Regions from separate parts of the Mus musculus genome. Here region 2 is linked to region 1. Evidence: chromatin contacts called from public Hi-C data. All regions are on one chromosome and are shown on one strand. The core of a region is the stretch at or near the end of the contact, and the rest is flanking DNA. Distances in the headings are between cores, read along the strand shown. Region 1 holds the start of Ryr1 (ryanodine receptor 1, skeletal muscle). Region 2 overlaps Sipa1l3 (signal-induced proliferation-associated 1 like 3).

Region 1 (6,134 bases), core at 2,637-5,136:
TTCCACTTCCCTCTCATGGTCTAAGCAATGGGATTACAGCTGCTTGCTGTGAGTTCTGGGGATTTGAAAGCAGGCCCTTAGGAGCTGGAAATGGCTCAGTGGTTAAGAGCACTGACTACTCTTCCAGAGAACTTGGGCTCAAGTACTAGAACATATAGGGTGGCTGCAGGCCCAGCAGCCCAGTGCCCTCTTCTGGCCACATATAAACAAGCAAGCAAACAAAGGAGTCAGCTTCCCTTGCTTGCTCAGTAATTATGCCATCTCCAAGATACTGTTTTATTTAAATATGCTAATTGAGTGTTCTTTTATTAAATTATACATCCTCATCATTTGTTTGTTTGTTTAGAGACATGATCTGGCTGGACAAGAACTCACTATGTAGACCAGGTTGGCCTTGAACTCATAGAGATCCACCTGCCTCCCGAGTGCTGGGGCTTAAGCCATTTTGAAATGGCTTAAGCCATTTTGAAAAACACACCTTTTGTTTGTTTGAAACAGGGATTCATGTAGCCCAGGCTATCTTGCTATGTAGATGGGGTGAGCTTGAAGTCTTGATTCTCCTGCCTACCGGCCAAGTGCTAGGATATATGTGCATAGCCAGGTCTGTTTATATAGTGCTGGGGACCAAGCACAAGGCATTTTGCATACTGGGCAAGCAGTCTACTAACTAGCTCTGTCTATTCCCATCCCTGCCTTAGTTTATCTTTAAGATTTATCTAATGTTATGCTTATAGGAATTATTGCCTGGTGTTTGAGAAGGTCAGAAGAGGGCATCAGGTTCCTTGGTACTGGAGTTATAAATGGTTGTGAGCCACCATATGGATGCTGGGAATCAAACTCATGTCCTCTGCAAGAGCAGCAGGTGTTCTTAACCCCTGAGCCATCTCTCCATTACAAACATTTATTACATTACAACTTCTTCTTCTTCTTCTTCTTCTTCTTCTTCTTCTTCTTCTTCTTCTTCTTCTTCTTCTTCTTCTTCTTCTTTGTTTTTGTTTTTGTTTTTGTTTTTGTTTTTTTTGAGACAGGGTTTCTTTGTGTAGCCCTGGCTGTCCTGGAACTCCTCTGTAGACCAGGCTGGCCTCAAACTCAGAAATCTGCCTGCCTCTGCCTCCTGAGTGCTGAGATTAAAGGCGTGTGCCACCATGCCTGGATTACAACATTTATTTTGTGTGTGTATGTATGTGTGTATGTGTATGTATGTGTGTGTGTATATATATATACACACACACACACACATACATATATGTGTGTGTGTGTGTATGTGTGTATGTCTCTGTGTATGTGTGTGTATAAGTGTATGTGCATGTGTGTGTGCATGCATGTGTCTGTGTGTGTGCATTTGTTCATGTGTGTATGTATGTATGCCTGTGTGTATGTCTGCATGTGTATGTGTGTGTGCATGTGTGTATGTATGTATGTGTATATGTGTATGCATGTGTGTGCATGTGTGTTCTTGTGTGTGTATGCATGCATGTGTATGTGTATGCATGTGTGTATGTATGTGTGTATGTGTGTGTGTGTATATGTATGTGTGTATATGTGTATGTGTGTGTGAATGTGTATATGTATGTGTGTATATGTGTATGTGTGTGCATGTGTGCATATGTATATGTATGTGTGTATGTGTGTGTGCATACGTGCATGTGTGTATGTATGTGTGTATACGTGTATGTGTGTGTGTGTGCATGCATGTGTGTGTAGGTTGCCCACACCACCATGGCTGGCATGTGAAGTAAGGGGTCATCATACAGAACTTTTTCCATTGCATTATTTGGGTCGCTGGGATCAAGTTCAGATCTTCATCAGGCTTGGGGGCAAGCAGCCTGCCAGCTGAGTCATCATATTGTCCTTTATTTATTTTACTTTATTTTTTCAGACAGTTGATGATACATAGCTCTGTCTAGCCTGGAACTCACTCTGTAGACCAAACTGGCCTCAAACTCACCAAACTCTGTCTGCTTCTGCCTCCCACTATCCGCATGCACCTCCTGGCTCTTTATTTGTTTGTTTGTTTGTTTGTTTGTTTTTTGAGACAGAAATTCATGTAATGCAGGTGGTTGGCCTGGAATGTACTATGTAGCCAAGGCTGGCCTTCAATTTCTGTTCCTTCTACCTTTACCTCCTAAAGTGTGCCTCCACATGGCTAAATTAGAAAATCATATGCAGATATGGAGGTGTGGAACCCTATCTTTAGGTCTAGATCCCCAGCTCAGCCTCTGTGACATTGTGTAAGGTGCCTGACTCCATCTCCCAAAGGCAGCTCTTCACATCTGCAGACTTGGCACTGTGAGAGTGGGGAAATTGTGCCCCCTAAAGGTTACCCTGGGGACTACAGGGCATTTAGGAGATCTCCGCAGGGGCCACGTGCTTTTATTTTCTGCTGGCTGTTAAGCATGCCAATAATAGCATGGTTGTGAGAAACTAGTGGTAATAAAAAGATCTTAGCTCACACCTGAACTGCAACAGGTGGGTAAGAGACATCAGTCAGGACTACTTCAAAAGGCAGGTTTTAGCTGGGGGCTCGGGGGTGGGGTGGGGTGGGGTGGGGTGGGGTGGGGTGGGGTAGGGTGGGGTGGGGTGACGCATTTGTTTAACCTCAGTGCTGGGAGGCAGAGGCCTGGGATGTTTGCGAGTTCAAGGTCAGGCTGGTGTTTTCTCTCCCCCCTCCCACACCCATGCCCCTGCCCCCCAGTTTTGAGACAGGGTATCAGGTAGCACAGGCTGGCCTCCAGCTAGGGAGCTGAGGTTGACTTTGAGTTTCTGATCCTTTCTGCTTGCTGGAATTACAGACTCACATGGCCACTCCCAGTTTATGGATGGAACCCGGGGCTTTGTGACAGCTAGATAAACATTATATCGACTAGGGCATGCCTGCAGCCCTGTTTTTGTCTCTGTTTTGATACAGGGTCTTTTTTTTTTTTTTCTTCCTTTTCTTTATTTACATTTCAAAAATTTTCCCTGTTCCAGATCTCCCCTTCGGAAACCCTCTATCCCATCCCCCCTCCTCTTGCTTCTATGGGGGTGCTCCCCCATCCACCCTCCCACTCCTGTCTTCCCACCATAGCATTCTCCTATACTGGGGCATCCATTGAACACCCTTAGGCCCAAGTGCCACTCCTCCCACTGATGTGCAACAAGGCCATCCTCTGCCACATATGCGGCCGGAGCCATGGGTCCCTCCATGTGTATTCTTTTGTTGGTGGTCCAGTCCCCCGGAGTTCCAGGGGGTCTGGCTGGTTGACACTGAGATAGGCTCTTATTATGCGGTCCCAACTCCAGATTTACAATCCTCTTGCCTCAATCTCTTCAGAGCTTGGATGATAAGCCATACCACTCTGTCTGGTACTAAGTGATTTTTTTTTTAATGTTAGGGGATGTGGTGTGCATCCAAGCTACAACTGTGTGATTCTGCAGCAAGGGTGAAGCTCAGTTTAGCCATTAAGAAAGGGATGGAACTAGGCTGAGGGTGTAGCCCAATGGTAGAATGCTTGCCTGGCATGCAAGTGATCTAGGGTTTGAACCACGGCATTACATAAATCAGATGGGGCCAGAGGTTCAAGATCACTCTTGACTACATGTGGAGTTTAAGGCCATTCTGAAGTACATGACACTCGGAGGGGGAGGGGAAGGGGAGGGAGAGAGGAAGGGGTAAAGGGAGAGCCAGCCAAACAAATATATACATGATATCTCACTGTGACCATGGCCACTCAGCTACTTTCTAGACACCCAGTTCACTGGAGAGAACGAACACCTTCCACCAAGAGTTTGTGCTGTGGGCGGGGTTCTGAACAGGGGCGTAGCTTGTCCCATGCTTGCCCAATGGGTGTGCGGTGGGGCGGGGACCTTCTCTCATTGTGTCCCGCACAGGGCATGCTTCCTGCAGTTCCATCTCCCTCGCGGGTGCCTCTGGCTTCCCTAGAGGTCTCCGACCCCAGCCCGCCCTCAGGTTCCCCGCCAAGCCTGCAGCCCCCTCTCGCCATCCTCAGACCCTAGCCCGGGACACCCGGGGATTGCCATCATGGGTGATGGAGGAGGTGAAGGCGAGGACGAGGTCCAGTTTTTGCGGACGGTACGTTTTTGTCTGGGTCCGGAGGTCTTGGGTGATTTCTTGCTTACTTTTCTGAGAGTCTCTCTGTCTCTTCCCTGCTTGCTGGTGGTCTCTGAAATCCGAGGTCACTTTGTCTTTCCGTTTTTTCTCATCACCTTTTCGACCACGGAGAATTAGCAGGATTTAGGAGGACCGAGTGGGCAGGAGAGGGTGGGATCCTCAGACGCCCTCTCCTGACATAAGAGATTTGGGGTCATTGAGGAAGCACCCCGCCTCCTGCCGTTCTGGAAGCAGGCACTTGAGGAAGGTGGTTCTAATTCTTGGGCTTAATTTAGCTGTCCTCCACCGCCACCCCAGCCCTCATTCCCTTCTTGCTCCAGGCTCTGACCTATTTAAATTCTTGGGAAGGGGGCTGGGGTGGGCTGGACAACACCTTTCTTTTCAACTCCTAGTCTTTGGCCGTCTCCTTGGGGGTCTCTTGGAGCTTCAATGTACTTTTCCCCTCGGTTTTGGCGAGGAGGATTTAACTATGTCAGCTAATGGCCTCTGAGGGTACCTGGGTGATGAAGTCTTTCTCAGCTCCTTGGTATATCTTATGTCTGAGTCTCTGTCTCTTGGCCCTTGGCTTCAGCCTTCTGCGTGTGGCTGTCCCTCTGATCCTGTCTCTCTGAATCTCAGATCTCCAGCTGGGGGCAGGGATGGGACTTGGGACAACAGGTGTCTCTCCCAGAATAGCCCTCTTTTCTGGGCTCTGGGTAGGGGACAGGGAGGGGACAAGAGGGGGAGGGGCTGCCTTTTTCTTAGTCCTTCCCACCATATCCTCCCATGGGCTGAGATGGGGGTTGGATATGGGAGATGGTCTCTGTTGGGGCCAGGTCTGCTGACCCTGCACTCTCTCCCCCCCAACCCCCCACCCCCGAGGTCCTGGGTCCACACAGAAATGCTGACGCAGCATTCCTGACCCAGAATAGGACCCTGGTAGGCTGGGTCCGGTTTCTTGGGAGGGAGGAACAAACAGCTGGGGCTGGTAATGAAGGATGGGGACAGCTGGACTGTGAAGCCACTGGAGGAGGGCCTCTCCCCAGCCCCAGCCCCTTAGCCTACACCATGGCTTTCCATTGCCCTAGTAAGCCAATGGCTGTGGCTCCCAGCTGCTGAGCAGTCACTGCACCAGGCCCCGTGCCCAGGGCCTCAGCCTCCTGAGGTGTCTAATTATATTCTCATTGCCCTATCTTCTGAGGTAGGGCCCTATCTTTATCTCCCAGGGAGATTTGAGGGAAACCAAGCCCCATGTGGTAGACTTGCCCAAGGTCAAGGCCAGGAAGTGGCCTCCCTGAGTGCCCTGGGAGGCCAAGGTTTGCTTTCAAAAGAGGAAATCTGGACCAGGCTTGCTAGGGTAGCCAGTGTCAGGGGGTCAAAGGCCCCAGGATGGGTCTGCTTGCCTCAATGTTACTGGGGTTGTGTGGTACTTTCTTCCAAAAACCAACCAACCAAACAACCAAACAACCAAAAAAACCCCTCGTTTACATCATATCCCCCCCCTATAAGAAAGAATCTGTATAGCAACCCAGGGCGTGGCTTATGTATTTATTGGTATTATTAAACAAACAAACAAACAAACAAACAAAAATTCCAACTTTAAAGCAGGTTGTGGTGGTATAGATCCATGATTCCAGTGCTGGGCCAGCCTGGGCAATGTTGTAAGTTCAAGAGCAGCCTAAGTTACCTAGGAAAACTTAGTGTCAAACCAAACCAAACCAAACCAAACCAAACCAAACCAAACCAAACCAAACCAAACCAAACCATCAACTTGACTATGGTATAACTGACGAGCTATAAATTATAGAGATTCAAACGGGGCGGTGTTAGAGAGGCTCTGTGTGTACGGAAAGCTGGCTTCACACTTGACACATAGCCAAGGGTGACCTTGAACTCCTGATCCTTTTGTCTCCACCTCTCAAGTCCTGGGCTTGCAGGCATTCACCACCATGTCTGGTGTGTGTGGGTTTTGACACACTGTGCTGACCAAGTAACCAGCATCGAAACCCTTCCTTCACCCCGGGAGGCCCCTCCCACCATTTGT
Region 2 (6,134 bases), core at 2,180-4,679, 230 kb before region 1:
CCGCTTCCCAAGGGCTTCTCCCTGAGAAGGCACAGGTGACCTCCCTTCTCAGCTGCGTTTGGGCCGTGTAGACTATAAAGCCACGCCATGTCTACTTTGTTTATGTGCTTCTGGATTCTGGGACTTGGTGTCATGCTAGTGCAGGCAGCCACACGACTGGATGTAGCGTGGGATTTCTGCATCTACTCTTCCGTTGTCTGAGTACACCCCACTCTGGTACTTGAGGGATGCTACGGGGACCAGTTTGAGGCTGCTTAGGAGTGTCTCTCTGTGAGTGTCTTCCTAGTGTAAAACAGCTAGATTGTGTATTTGACTTTATAAGAAACTGCACCAAACTATACCCCAAAGTGCTGAACCATTTCCACACCCACCAGTGACATAGAAGCACTCTATGGCCGTATGTCCTTAAGCCTTTCTATCTGGGCTCCTGGGGTGGACTTAGAGTGCTGTCACTGTGTCATTTTCTTTGTCTCTTTCTTTTAATTCAATCCCACTGAACTCACGTATTCATTCATTTATTTATTTAGAAAGATGTATGTTATGTTATGTTGTGATGCGATGTGATGTGATGTAGCCCAGGCTAGCCTCACACTATGTAGCTGAGGATAGCCTAATATTTCTAATCCTCCTTGTCCATGCCTCGTGAGTGCTGTGATTACAGGCATGTATGACCACACCATCAGCTTAATTTCCATTTTTCTGACTGACAGGATTGAACATTGTACACACACACACACACATGCACGCGAGTTATGAATTCTGTACCTGTACCACTTGAGTGAATACTTAAACAGTCTCTTGTAACAACCTTGTAACTAACCCCTTTGAAACCTGACGGCCTCTGGTGAGCATCCAGGTGGGTTCCAAAGGAAGATGAGAGACAGAGAGGCAGAGTGCTTCTGGGAGGTGTTGAGGGCTCCCAGGCAGCCAGGAAGGGTGTCTTCATCCACATGCCCAGGATTAGCAGAAGGGAGGACTGCGTAGGTGTCCTGAACCAGTCAGTGGTTGAGCCCAGGCAGGAGCGTTAGCGTGTCCTTGCTGTTCGTCTCTCGGCTACCTTGAGGGCTTGTGACCCCATTTGGCCCTCTTCAGTGGGCTGTTCTGTTCCTGCCTGGTGCTGCTCATGGATCTGTGCTCTGTTTCCAGGACAGATTTGTGTCTTTTTATTTTCCCACTCCGTTCAGAAAAGGAGAGAAATATGTTACCTGGCTCTTTTAACACAGCAAATTGCAAAATGGGGAGACTTGTCAAGCATTCAGCAGAGGCCCCATCAGTCTCCGCTGTTCTCCCTTCTGTTCCCTAGAGTCCCAGCCTCCTCTTCCTTCCTGGGACCTTAGTTTAAGGTGACTAACACCTTCCCTGACATGCATACACGTGCATACACATGTATGCCAGGAAGATCTATGCTGAGAAGTCATCAAGAAGTTTAGAACACGTGGAAGACCCAGGAAAGGGAAAGCTTTAGAAGAGCACCAGGCTATCGACCTAAAGCAGCGGCACACACAGGGCCTTGCCAGCCTCCCTGCCGAGAGAGCCATGACATCAGCAGCCAAGTTTTGTATAATTGCCCTAAGCCTGGCATTGTGCTAGGTGCCCCACGTTCCCTTCTGCTGAGTCACAGCAGCACCATGACTGCCAGGTACAAGAATGAGGCAGGCAAGGCACAGAAGGGTTGTCACTTGCCCGAGGTTGCTGCTGGTGGGTGGCATCATTGGGATTTGAACTGGAACCAGTTGGGTCGCCCCATCATCCACAGGGTGTGGATACAGCCACTTGTTTCCGGTACCACAGAGCACTCAGGTTAGCAAAGTGTCTCCTAGACCCAGGCCCATCCTCCTTAGCAGGAGGAACATGGGTCCTGAGGTACCCGGGAGGCCTTCACGGGCTTCAACTGCTGTTGAAAGCTCATGCTGTCATGGGCCTGGCAGTAAGTTCCGGGTCAGACGCGGATCCTCTACCGTGATCCAAGCCCTTGGCAGAGTCCATCTCCCCTCCAAGGAAGGTTGGAGGTCTGAGTCACGCCTACCAGGCCTGAGGACTGCCCATCCTTAGGACACTGTGCAGGCCCTTGTGGTCACTGTTGGTTGTTGCTGGCAGGCCCCAGAATGGTGGGGAACTAGATGGCAGAGACTCTGACCTCCACGTCCTGCTTGGCAGTTTCTCCCTCCCTGACCTCAAGCAAGTTACTTGATCTCTCTGAGCGTTGATGACACCCTTCTACTCAAGGTGGTTCTCGTATCTACTTCAGTAGTGCTGGCCCTGCCCAGCAAAGTGATACATGCAGCCAGGTATGGTGGTGCGTGTCTAGAGTCCCAACATTGGAAAGGCTGAAATAGGAGGGTCAAAATGAGTCCCAGGCCAGCCTGGGCTCTATAACCGAGACATTGTCTCAAAAACAAACAAGGGGCTGGCAAGATGGCACTTGCCACCAAGCCTGAAGACCTTAATTCAGTCCCCAGGGACGTGGGCAGAGACACAAACAAGTGATGTAATAAAATTTTTAATAAATGAATACAAGGCTAGGGAGTTGACTCTGAATAAGAGCAGTTGCCACACAAACCTGATAACCTGTATTAAATTCCTAGATCCCATGCAAAAGGCCAGATGTGATGGTGCACATCTGTAATTCAAATGTGGTTGTACTCCAGATGTGGTAATATGCACTTGCAATTCCAGCATTCCTACAGTGAGATGGAAGACAGAGACAGGAGATTGCCTGTAGCCTCAGAGCAGCTAGTTTGGAGTGAAGTTCCAGAAAGAACAAGAGGGACCCACATCTGCTGGGGATGGGAGTGACTGACAGCCTTAATCCCAGCTCCACATCAATATAGTGGAAAGAGAGAACCAACTCCCAAGAGCTGCCCTTGACTTCTACACATACGCCATGGCACTCAGGCACCCATACTCGCACATGCATCAGTAAGATTCCAGTCTCTTCCGTCAGGAAGGAGCTGTTACACGGCTGCAGCTGGCCAGTACTTGGCAGTGCTCAGCCTCCTCTGGGGATGAGTTAACCACATGAAGCTCAAAGAGTGCTTTCTGCCACATAGTACATGCTCATCAAATGCCCCTGCCCCTGAGTGCTGGCGTAGGCCTGCACTGATAGAGCCTGAAGAGCAGACGGGTTAGCCAGTGCAGGACCATGCAGCCGCAGTTAGAGAGGAGTACCAGGCCCTGACCTGCATCACCCCTAACCACCAATGTGTCTCCTCTTTTCCTGCAGAGCCTCTGTGGCACGTGCCGGCCCAGGCCAGGCTCTCCGCCATGACTGGAAGCATTGGCAGCAAGCATCCCTCCAGGCAGGACGCAGCTGGCAAAGATTCTCCCAATAGGCATTCCAAAGTGAGTCACTCCTACCCCACCCTACCCTGCCTCGCCCTGCCCTGCCCTGCCCTGCCCTGCCCTGCCTCATTCAGGGCGTGAAGCCTGCGATGGCTGGTTGCTGGCGGGTTGCTGGCTGCTGGCTGGCTGGTGGCTTTCCTGAGCACATGGCTGTAGACGGCTGGGCAGCTTTTCCTCTGGGTGTGGGCTCATCCTCAGCCATAGCTACGATCCCCTCTACAGGGGCTAAATAACATCCTGGCTCCAACGCTCAGCCGAGTAACCTCTGACAAATCCTTTCCTCCTTCTCTGTGCCACGGAGGTCCTGGTAGGCAAGTACTGTGCCTGCAGCCCCTGCATTTCAGAGACCTTCTGCCATAGAAAGTCAGTCTCTCCCCAGCAGGATGCAGTGTGGCACAGGGTGAGTCAGGGACTCAGGCTCCCTGCTGTCACTTGCTTGTCCTTCAAGGCCTCCAAGCCCTGTCCTGGGTCCCTTGCTAGGACCTGCATTGTTGCAGCCAGTGGTAGGGTAGAAGGAAGAGGGGGCTCAAGGAGGAGATTTTTCAGCCCAGGACAGAAATGGCATGAGTCACCCACATGCATTGCTATGGGTAGGGCTCCATCCCTGCAAAGAAGGCTGGGAAATGGAGTCCTGTATGTCCAGTTTGGTCTTGACGACCTCGTTTCTCAGGCTGAGCATTGGGACCATACAGATGAAGAGGACAGAGGAGCCACTGTCCTGAGGAAGCTGACAACCCAATGTGGGTAGCAAGCCCTAAGTGGGCAGAAGCATAATAGCATGTAAAGAAAGCCTAGTGTGGCCTTAGGTAATACTCACCAGAGCCCTGGGAGGAGGCGTCCTAGCCAGCATCACTACTGCTGTGCTGAAACAAAACCAGGGAGCCGCTCAGAGAGGAACAGGTCGCTTCAGCTTACACTTCCACTGCCCTGGTCGTCACCACAGGAAGTCAGGGTAGGACTTAAACAGGGCGGGAACCTGGAGGCAGGAGCTGATGCACAGGCCATGGGGGGAAGGGGGTTGCTGCTTACTGGCTTGCTCAGCCTGGTTTCTTAGAGAACTCAGGACTACCAGCCCTGGGATGGCACCATCTATGGAACTGGGCCCTCCCTTCAATCACTAATTAAGAAAATGCCCTAGAGGCTTGCCTCCAGCCTGGTCTTACGGAGGCAATTCCCTCCTCACTGTTGACTCTAGTCTCAAGTCGACATAAAGCCAGCCAGTGCAGAAGGTGACTTTGAATGAAGTCAGAACGGAACCATAAAAAGAGCTGAGAGAAAAATGTCACAGACAGGGAACAACAAGTGCAAAGGCCCGGAGGCTTGTTCCTGCCACATCCAGAGAACACAGGAGACTCGTGTGGCTGGAGCAGTGATCTAGAGAGACAGGGAGGCGACATTAGATACCAGAGCATGAGTCAGACCACTGAGGCCCACGAGCTGTGGTAAGGACTCCGACCTGTGCCCTAAAATTGCCACAGGAGAGTTCCAAGTAGGGGAGGAGGGACGTGATTGCACACAGATGCTCACAGCTGTCCTCTGAGCACATATTGGGAACAAATCTGGATAGGGAGATAAAGAGGAATGGGCAGCAGCGGCCCCACGGGGGACGGTGCCAGACAGGACCCAGAGAGAACAAAGGAGGGTGCCAACCTGACAGCTCCTTCGTGTGTCTGGAAGATATAGGCAGCAGGTTTGCAGAGCTGGTGCTGAAAAGACTCGAGGAAGGAAGGAGCTGGGGTTAGAAGGGAGCCCCAGACCTCGGTTTGAGAAACATTCAGTTTGAGATACGTCAGTCCAAGCATCAGATGGGGCAGGACTTCTAATCACACAGCCACTTTACAAAACTCAGGCTGGGAGAAAGTAACTCCTGTCATGTAGAGTTACTGTACCAGTAAGGGAGGAGCCAGAATATGGATGCGTCTGGCTCTGGGTTGCAGTGTGGGCAGAGGCCCCCATCCCTGGAGTCAGGCAGACACACCTGCCTTCCTTCCAGGGCGAACCTCAGTACTCCAGCCATTCCAGCAGCAACACCCTCTCCAGCAACGCCTCCAGCAGCCATAGTGATGACCGATGGTTCGACCCCCTGGACCCCCTGGAGCCAGAGCAGGACCCCTTCTCCAAGGGAGGTTCGAGTGACAGTGGCATCGATACCACGCTCTACACCTCCAGCCCCAGTTGCATGTCCCTAGCCAAAGCACCGAGGCCCACCAAGCCACACAAGCCTCCCGGAAATATAGGTCTTTGTGGCGGGGGCCGAGAGTCGGCCGGGAGACCCCACCCTGTGGACAGACGGCGGGAAGTGTCCCCTGCACCTGTGGTGGCCGGCCAGAACAAGGGCTACCGGCCGAAGCTGTACTCTTCGGGCTCCTGCACTCCTCCAGGCCTGGTGGGGGGCAGCCGAGACCCACCAAGGCAACCCAGGTGAGAACCCACACCCCTAATTTGAGATCCTTCTCCAAAATACACTTGCTGATAACTGTGCTTGCAGAGTTGGGTTGGAGAGCTCACGCCACATACCCGTCAGGGAGACAAAAGACCAGACAGGGAGAGCAGCTCTTGGCTGTCTGTCTGTCTTCATCTGTCTCGGGTTCTCTCTGGCCCTCTGTCTTCTCTCTGCTCTCTATGACCGATGGTTTTAACTCTGTGAGGAGTTTCAGATCTTATCTATCACAGGTGTATTTATGCAGGTCAAAATAGTAGGGACTTAACAGTCTTCCAACACAATGCCCAGAGTGGGTAGAGTAGGCCGCCGCCACCGCCGCCGCCGCCTGCTGGGTGGGTCCCAAGGACTG

What was found. Hi-C and Micro-C count contacts between places; a contact is called where the count stands out from the background.
Region 2: a Hi-C map of myocytes shows a contact between it and region 1, with 2.7 times the contacts expected there. The contact joins the enhancer-like site here to the promoter of Ryr1 in region 1. A contact is called at or near these places in 12 of 484 Hi-C or Micro-C datasets (B cells, the G1E-ER4 cell line, the N1E-115 cell line and 7 more) and 4 of 9 other capture datasets (adipose tissue, embryonic stem cells, liver and 1 more).

What each region holds. Positions count from the first base shown.
Region 1 is chr7:29,122,903-29,129,036 of GRCm38.p6, reverse strand. It overlaps Ryr1 (ryanodine receptor 1, skeletal muscle), which reads left to right and starts at 3,886. Exons shown (of 106, transcript NM_009109.2): 1 at 3,886-4,072. The coding sequence starts at 4,022.
Region 2 is chr7:29,347,901-29,354,034 of GRCm38.p6, reverse strand. Sipa1l3 (signal-induced proliferation-associated 1 like 3) reads left to right here. Exons shown (of 23, transcript NM_001081028.1): 15 at 3,224-3,342; 16 at 5,336-5,763. Among named protein-coding and RNA genes, the nearest start is that of Dpf1, 43 kb to the right of the region's middle. Within about 2 kb of position 3,429, at least 40 of the 459 cell types and tissues checked have an H3K27ac peak or open chromatin away from gene starts, as enhancers often do. A contact at or near this core is called in embryonic fibroblasts and myocytes, where this site is marked.